Linked DNA regions of Mus musculus: region 2 is linked to region 1. Evidence: chromatin contacts called from public Hi-C data. All regions are on one chromosome and are shown on one strand. Each heading gives the region's core, a stretch centred on a gene start, on an enhancer-like site or on the middle of the called end of the contact. The rest is flanking DNA. Distances are from core to core; before and after follow the strand shown. Region 1 holds the start of Rnf2 (ring finger protein 2). Region 2 overlaps Edem3 (ER degradation enhancer, mannosidase alpha-like 3).

Region 1 (3,769 bases), core at 987-3,486:
GGGCACTGTCTTAAATGAGCCACAGAGAAAACAAAACTAAATAAATAACAAAGCCCACTAAAGTTCCAGTATTTTGTATGTCTGTAGTGTCTGTTACACTATTTGTTCTAACTGAAAGCTTTCTGTGCAGCACATTAGAGGACCATTATCTTATTTTTCAAATATAAAGGCTATCATAAAGTCTCCTTTTAGAGGCTTGGATTTTGCCTTGTCTGTGCTTGTGAGACAGTCTCATAGCCCACTCTGCTCTTTGTGTAGCCCAGGATGGCCTGTCTCTACTCCTAAAGCTAAGTCAGCTATGTGTCTAAAGTCTACAACTTAGTCTTCATCTGAACTACTGCCCTGTCCCTTCCACACGAGGGATTTAGAGAAATAAGTAAACTTGGAGAAAGTAAAAACCCATATTTGGTGTGATACCTAACAACTGGAGTGTTATATATTTATCAGTTATTTTACTAAATAGATTAGATGTTACCATCAAGTCTTTAAAAAAGGATACCTGTTGATTGTAGCAAGTAGAGATTTTAGAGGGCAAAGAGGTATATCCAGGAGTAATATTGTTGCCGTTTAAGTTCTTTATAAATCAGAGGTTAAAAGTTCAACTTAAGACACAAAATGTAAGACAGCTGTGTTGAATGTCTATAATCTTGTCACCAGGGAAGCTGAGACAGGAGGATTGCCTTAAACTCAGTATCGAGTATGAGGCCAGCTTGCCTGGACAATACTGAATGGGTCGCTGGCAAAAGTAAATAAATAAAAATAAAATAAATCTCAAAATACTGAATGGGTCGCTTGCAAAAGTAAATAAATAAAAATAAAATAAATCTCAAAACCCGACATTTGCTTTATTAAAATATTCAACAATTACAAATAATTAGATACCAATTCCACTAAGTACTCCAGTTGATTATCTCGAAACTATCAAAAAATAATTGAATGCAAATGACTTATGGTACTTTTAATTAAAATATGGCTTAAATTACTTGACACTATGCCTTCCTTTTTTTTTATTTCAAAAGAAATAACCGCATACCAAATACTTAAAAGCCTAGCTAAGCTTTTTCACACACCGTGTAGAAAGTCTGACATTTCCACAACAAGTCACAAGGCATACAAACTTCCGACAGCTTCTTTAAAAAGACACCCAACGGGGCTTCGGGGACATGAATCGGTAATCTGTTCCGGTGGGCAAAAGCAAAGAAAGGAACCTCAAAGTTTCCAAGACCGACCTTTTTTTTTTTTTTTTTTTTTAAACCAACAACAATATCTCTGCGAGTATGAAGGCGACTTCTGAAGCGAGGAAACGATTCTAACAAGGGCCGGGACTCGGGAGCCGACAGGCAGAGGGAGTGGACCAAGGATTTCGGCAAACACAGCCCGGGGTCAAAACGCGAAGCAGCTCGAACCCACGGAGTCGCCCCCTCCCCCAACACCGCCTCCAGGGTGAGCCCGTGGCTCGCGGAGGCGGCAACAGATACTCCGGGGCAGGCGGCGGCTCTCCAGGAATGTGGGGCCGAGAGGGGATCCCGAGCCCACCCCGGTGCCAGGTCCCAAAGGAGAGCTGTCGGCCCGGAGCGCCCCTCCCCGCCCCCACGGCGCCGACCTCCGGGCCCCGCGAGCAAGCCCAGGGCTAAGTTCTCCCAGCGCTCCGGTGCCGCCCTCGAGGCCCCGGCCGCCGTAAGCCCAGGGCCGCGCGGGTGCGCTTCCCCGAAGGGCTCCGGACGCTTCGCCAGCCCGGTGCTCACGGGCCGCGAACAATGAGCCCTCCCGGGCGGGCCGCGAGCGGCGGAGCGAACGGCCGGGGGCGGCGGCGCCATCGCCTCACGGCCCCTCGCGGCCGCGGACACACACACACACACACACCCCCAGCCCCGCCGCCGCTCGGGCCGCGGCCCGTTCCGGGTGCCCCTGCCCCAGCCCGCCGCCCTCGCAGACGTCGCCATCCCCCTCCCTGCCTAGCTCACCGGCTCCTGCCCCAGCCCGGGGGTGCGCTGGCAGTGGCCGGAGCGAGACTCGAGAATCAACCGCCGGCGCCGCCGCACAATATGGCGAGTCTCGGCTTCCGCAATGGAGCTCGGGAAATACAACAGGGGCCGCTCAATATTCATGAGAGACTGGGGAGGGGGGAGCCGGCTCGGCCGGAGCTGCGGGGAGGGCGGGAAGGAGCGAGCGAGCGAGCGAGCGAGCGAGGAGGCGGAGGCGCGGGACGCGGACGCGCACCGCGCGGGGAGGCCCCTGGCGTAGGGGAAGGGGCGTGCCTAGTGCAGGCCCGGACCGCCGGGCCACGCCCACACCCTGGCCCTGGCTCCGCCCCCGCCCGTGGCTACAGCTCGCCAGACGCCCCCAGCGCCGGCGCAGCCCCCAGCCAACGCCTGCTGACTTGGGCGTCTTCTTTCTGTCTGTTTCCCCCGTCCTGGAGCCTTTCTGGGCCTGTCTGAGCCCACAGGTTGCGCCTTCCCTCCCGCTGCTGAGGTTTCGATTTGGGCTTCCAGCCCCTGACTTCGTCCTCGTCCTCGTAGTCATCCCAGCCCAAGTAAATCCTCAGGGTTTCTGCTGCAGAACTTTCCGGACTTTGGATCTCTAAGGCATACAAAGCCAGCAAGATCTAAGGAAAGTGACCTTCAACTCTGGAAATAGGCGCTTGTTAGTACGTCCCTAATGATCTCCTTGCTACTCTTTATATCGACCTCCTTGACGCTTTCAGTGTTCTGAATTTGAAAATATAAGTAGCCATAGATAGTTGTCATTACCACCACCACTACCCAAAAAAATAGCCTGCAAGTTGTCACTCGGTAATTCCTGCATTTAACTTTTAAGTAACACGTAGGAAAAAAAGTTCCCTAACTTCAAAATGTTTCATTGGTCATGGTCTCTTGAAAGGATAATCAAGAATAGCAGATGATAAATGGGAAGGCACTTAATTTGCACTGCACTGAAATTGGGCGAGGTGGCTTATAGCTTCCAGTAACGTTATTATGGAATTCCTTTTCTGTGGCTTAAAATTTTCTTACTTATTGTATTATTCGGGGTTTTCTATAGAAACAACTAATAGAATGCATATATATTAAATATATTCAGCATATAGAGAGGGGGGATATTAAGTATATGCAATATAGAGAGAGGTGGGGTGGGTATTAGAGTGGCTTACAGGCTGTGGTCTAAGCCAACAGTACTGTCTCCAAACTACAAGGTGAAGAACCTAGTAGTTTTAAGCCCTTGGTGCTGGCTGTGTCAGCGGGTCGTTGGCCTATGTTGGAATCCAAAGAAGTGTTTTTTAATATCAGTAAAGTAATGTCTCAGCATCAGATCTTGCTGGCGAAAGCTTTCTACTCACCCCTTCCTTTTTTGTATGCTACCACAGAAGGTGTGGCAAAGAGTTCAGATGGGACTTCAAGGCTTGAATGATCCAATCAAGAAAACATTCACGAGTGTGCTCAGTTGTTTGGTGTTTTGTTAATCCCAGATGTGACCAACCAGGATTGGTGCTCACACTTACTGTCCACTCTAGCAATTTAAAAAGCCCAAGGTTAAACTTTTCCCGGGATGTGAATCAAAGCCAAAATAACCCCGAGTGTTGTGTTCCTCCATCCTCTGGAGACGGGTAGTCTGGAGCAGAAACACTGACCTTCCATCAAAGCGGAATGTTCATAATTGAGAACTCTTTGCTCTAGTTCAAACGCTTCTGGAAATCGTGATGTGTAACTGCTTGAAGCCAGTCAATCAGTGTTAAGGAAGGCCGTCATTTATAGGGAGCACAGAAGATACAGGT
Region 2 (3,831 bases), core at 253-2,752, 300 kb after region 1:
TCAGCCTCTGACTCCCCATACACACCACACAGCTGTCAGATACATGTCAGCCTCTGACTCCCCATATACACCACACAGCTGTCAGATACATGTCAGCCTCTGAGTCCCCATACTCACCACACAGCTGTCAGCCTCTGAGTCCCCATACTCACCACACAGCTGTCAGCCTCTGACTCCCCATACTCACCACACAGCTGTCAGATACATGTCAGCCTCTGACTCCCCATTAACACCACACAGCTGTCAGCCTCTGACTCCCCATACACACCACACAGCTGTCAGCCTCTGACTCCCCATACACACCTCACAGCTGTCAGCCTCTGACTCCCCATATACACCACACAGCTGTCAGCCTCTGACTCCCCATACACACCACACAGCTGTCAGCCTCTGACTCCCCATATACACCACACAGCTGTCAGATACATGTCAGCCTCTGACTCCCCATACACACCACACAGCTGTCAGCCTCTGACTCCCCATATACACCACACAGCTGTCAGATACATGTCAGCCTCTGACTCCCCATACACACCACACAGCTGTCAGATACATGTCAGCCTCTGACTCCCCATATACACCACACAGCTGTCAGATACATGTCAGCCTCTGAGTCCCCATACTCACCACACAGCTGTCAGCCTCTGACTCCCCATACACACCACACAGCTGTCAGATACATGTCAGCCTCTGACTCCCCATATACACCACACAGCTGTCAGATACATGTCAGCCTCTGACTCCCCATATACACCACACAGCTGTCAGATACATGTCAGCCTCTGAGTCCCCATACTCACCACACAGCTGTCAGATACATGTCAGCCTCTGACTCCCCATACACACCACACAGCTGTCAGCCTCTGACTCCCCATACACACCACACAGCTGTCAGCCTCTGACTCCCCATACACACCACACAGCTGTCAGCCTCTGACTCCCCATATACACCACACAGCTGTCAGCCTCTGACTCCCCATACACACCACACAGCTGTCAGCCTCTGACTCCCCATATACACCACACAGCTGTCAGATACATGTCAGCCTCTGACTCCCCATACACACCACACAGCTGTCAGCCTCTGACTCCCCATATACACCACACAGCTGTCAGATACATGTCAGCCTCTGACTCCCCATATACACCACACAGCTGTCAGCCTCTGAGTCCCCATACTCACCACACAGCTGTCAGCCTCTGACTCCCCATACTCACCACACAGCTGTCAGATACATGTCAGCCTCTGACTCCCCATACACACCACACAGCTGTTCAGATACATGTCAGCCTCTGACTCCCCATACACACCACACAGCTGTCAGATACATGTCAGCCTCTGACTCCCCATATACACCACACAGCTGTCAGATACATGTCAGCCTCTGACTCCCCATACACACCACACAGCTGTCAGCCTCTGAGTCCCCATACACACCACACAGCTGTTCAGATACAGGAACGAGTAGAGCTGTGGTTTCACTCTGACACGTAAGTCGGCTGTTTTGTTCCTTTTGCAGAATAGGAAACAGCAGTCACAGTGTTTAGGTAATGTCCCAATGGCTGGTGACCTCCTTAGCAGAAGAGATTCATCTTTAAAGCCCAGTTCTTCACCACTTCCATCATCCTTAGCAATGCCCTTTCAATTTGCATTCAATTTAGTAAGCATCACTGAGGGCCTCTATGAGCCACAAGCTGAGCTTGGGGAGAAGTATGATCGGATGCAACCTGTTAAATACACCACAGGCATGTGTTACTGTCAAAGCCTTGGTGCCTTGCTGTGGGAGCAATACCAGCTACTCCCTATATACTCTTTTCCTGACATGAAATTTGTTTAAATTTCTCTTTAAAATGTTGTAACATTAAACTATTTGTGAAGGCATATCCATCTGTCCCTCTTACTCTCCTCAACTATAAAGTAAACAAATAGATAAAAGCTTACTGCTCTGGGACATAAGTATTGTACAAAGCTGTGCCTACAGTCCTGGGTCTTTGCGTTTACTTTATGGAACCTTTTATAAGTGATGCCTTTAAAGTCTTTTCATTACTTAAATGCCTGCATAACAAATACCACAAAAGTGACGTGCCTTGTTCATGTGTTAACCTGACTTATAAGATTCTTGTATGGGTCTCATTAGTACCTTCATCTGGAAGTTTACTTACTCCATAGTAGAAAACCTGTTGAATGAGTAGTGTTGGGGCTGGTGAGATGTCTCAGCGGTCAAGAATACAGGCTGTTCTTCCAGAGGTCCTGAGTTCAATTCCCAGCAACCACATGACTTTCTATAAAGGGATCTTATGCCCTCTTCTGGTATATAGGGGTGCATGCAGACATAGCACACCTACACTTAAACAAAACAAAACATAAATAAATTAATTAAAAAAAAAAACCCAAGACAGGCAGTTGTGGCTTAGGCTTAATCCCAGCACTAAGGAGGCAGAGGAAAGTGGCTCTCTGTGAGTTCAAGGACAGCCTGATCTACAGAGAGAGTTCCAGTTCCAGGACAGCCAAAGCTCCCTGTCTCAAAAAAAAAAACCAAAGAAATAGAGTGGTGTGAATTTTGTGTTTGTGTGGGATATTTTACAGGTTTCTTTTTGTGAATTTTTGATAAAATTAACAGTAGTGGTAGGCAGCTCCTCTGATCTTTTATGCCATCGTGGTTCAAGTTACTTCGGCAGTGGAGGATTGAAACACTTTGTGTTATATTGACTATCTATCACTGATACTTGGATTTTTAAATATTTATTTGCGACTTCAATTTAGAATGGATTCATTCTTCTTGGCTGAAATGTTTAAATACCTGTACCTGTTATTTGCTGATAAAGAGGACATCATTTTTGACATAGAAGACTATATCTTTACAACAGAAGCTCATCTGTTACCGCTTTGGCTTTCCACCACAAACCGAAGCATCTCAAAGAAGAACACAGTGAGTTTTAAATTAAATGCCTTCATCACCTTTCACTTTTATAATTTGTTTTTTTCTAAGTAAGAAGTAACCCATAATTAGAACTCAGTTAATATGCTTGGTAGGAGGGGTTACTTACAATATTGTCTCATTTTCTTTTAGGACATCACTCTTGTTTCCTTTTTATCCTAATATTAAGTATCACTGTTATTATTAGTTACTTTTTTTTTTTTATGTTCTAGACCTCAGAATACACAGAACTGGATGATAGTAATTTTGATTGGACTTGTCCAAACACTCAGATTCTTTTTCCTAATGATCCATTGTATGCTCAGAGCATCCGTGAACCCTTGAAAAACGTGGTGGATAAGAGCTGTCCGAGAGGCATCATCAGAGTGTAAGACGTACCCTTTTATGTCTAATGCCATCGTTACTGTAGGATAAACACCACTACACTGAATAATATAGCTAATTCATAATAATCACTATGCTTAAGGAGCTATAGCAACAGTTGAAAAGACTTTTCACTTCGACCAGAGATACTGAGATATGTAGTTTTTATTGAATAAAATTTATGTGAATTTTTTCATATTTTGTCTAATAGTAGATAGTACAGAACAGTTTTTAAATTTATCTAGCTAATTTTTTGACAGAAGATTCATCAATTATTTCAGTGTGTTTTGATGTTTTCTTTGTAGTTTCTGCATAGTGGAAAGACAGTTTTTGTATTGCTTTGTTTGTGTTTTATTGATTTTAGAATTCCTTCTTGCTCTTGATTGAAACTAAACTTATTTGGGAGGCATATAAACAAACTTATTTTCTTGTATCTAGATAATTATCATAAAGGCTATTGACAACAAAGTAACTAAAAGAATAAAGTAGGCATTATTGTTATTCAATGAGGAAAGGATTATTTTGCTTT

Evidence for each region. Hi-C and Micro-C count contacts between places; a contact is called where the count stands out from the background.
Region 2: a contact with region 1 is called in a Hi-C map of B cells, with 5 read pairs. The contact joins the enhancer-like site here to the promoter of Rnf2 in region 1. A contact is called at or near these places in 3 of 39 promoter capture datasets (the HPC-7 cell line and pre-B cells), 2 of 484 Hi-C or Micro-C datasets (B cells and granulocyte-monocyte progenitors) and 1 of 115 datasets of contacts at active chromatin or transcription factors (the SCID.adh cell line).

Annotation. Positions count from the first base shown.
Region 1 is chr1:151,498,755-151,502,523 of GRCm38.p6, forward strand. Rnf2 (ring finger protein 2) reads right to left here and starts at 2,237. Exons shown (of 7, transcript NM_011277.3): 1 at 1,965-2,237.
Region 2 is chr1:151,801,514-151,805,344 of GRCm38.p6, forward strand. Edem3 (ER degradation enhancer, mannosidase alpha-like 3) reads left to right here. Exons shown (of 20, transcript NM_001039644.2): 14 at 2,765-2,930; 15 at 3,152-3,306. Among named protein-coding and RNA genes, the nearest start is that of Edem3, 48 kb to the left of the region's middle. Within about 2 kb of position 1,503, at least 11 of the 459 cell types and tissues checked have an H3K27ac peak or open chromatin away from gene starts, as enhancers often do. A contact at or near this core is called in B cells, where this site is marked.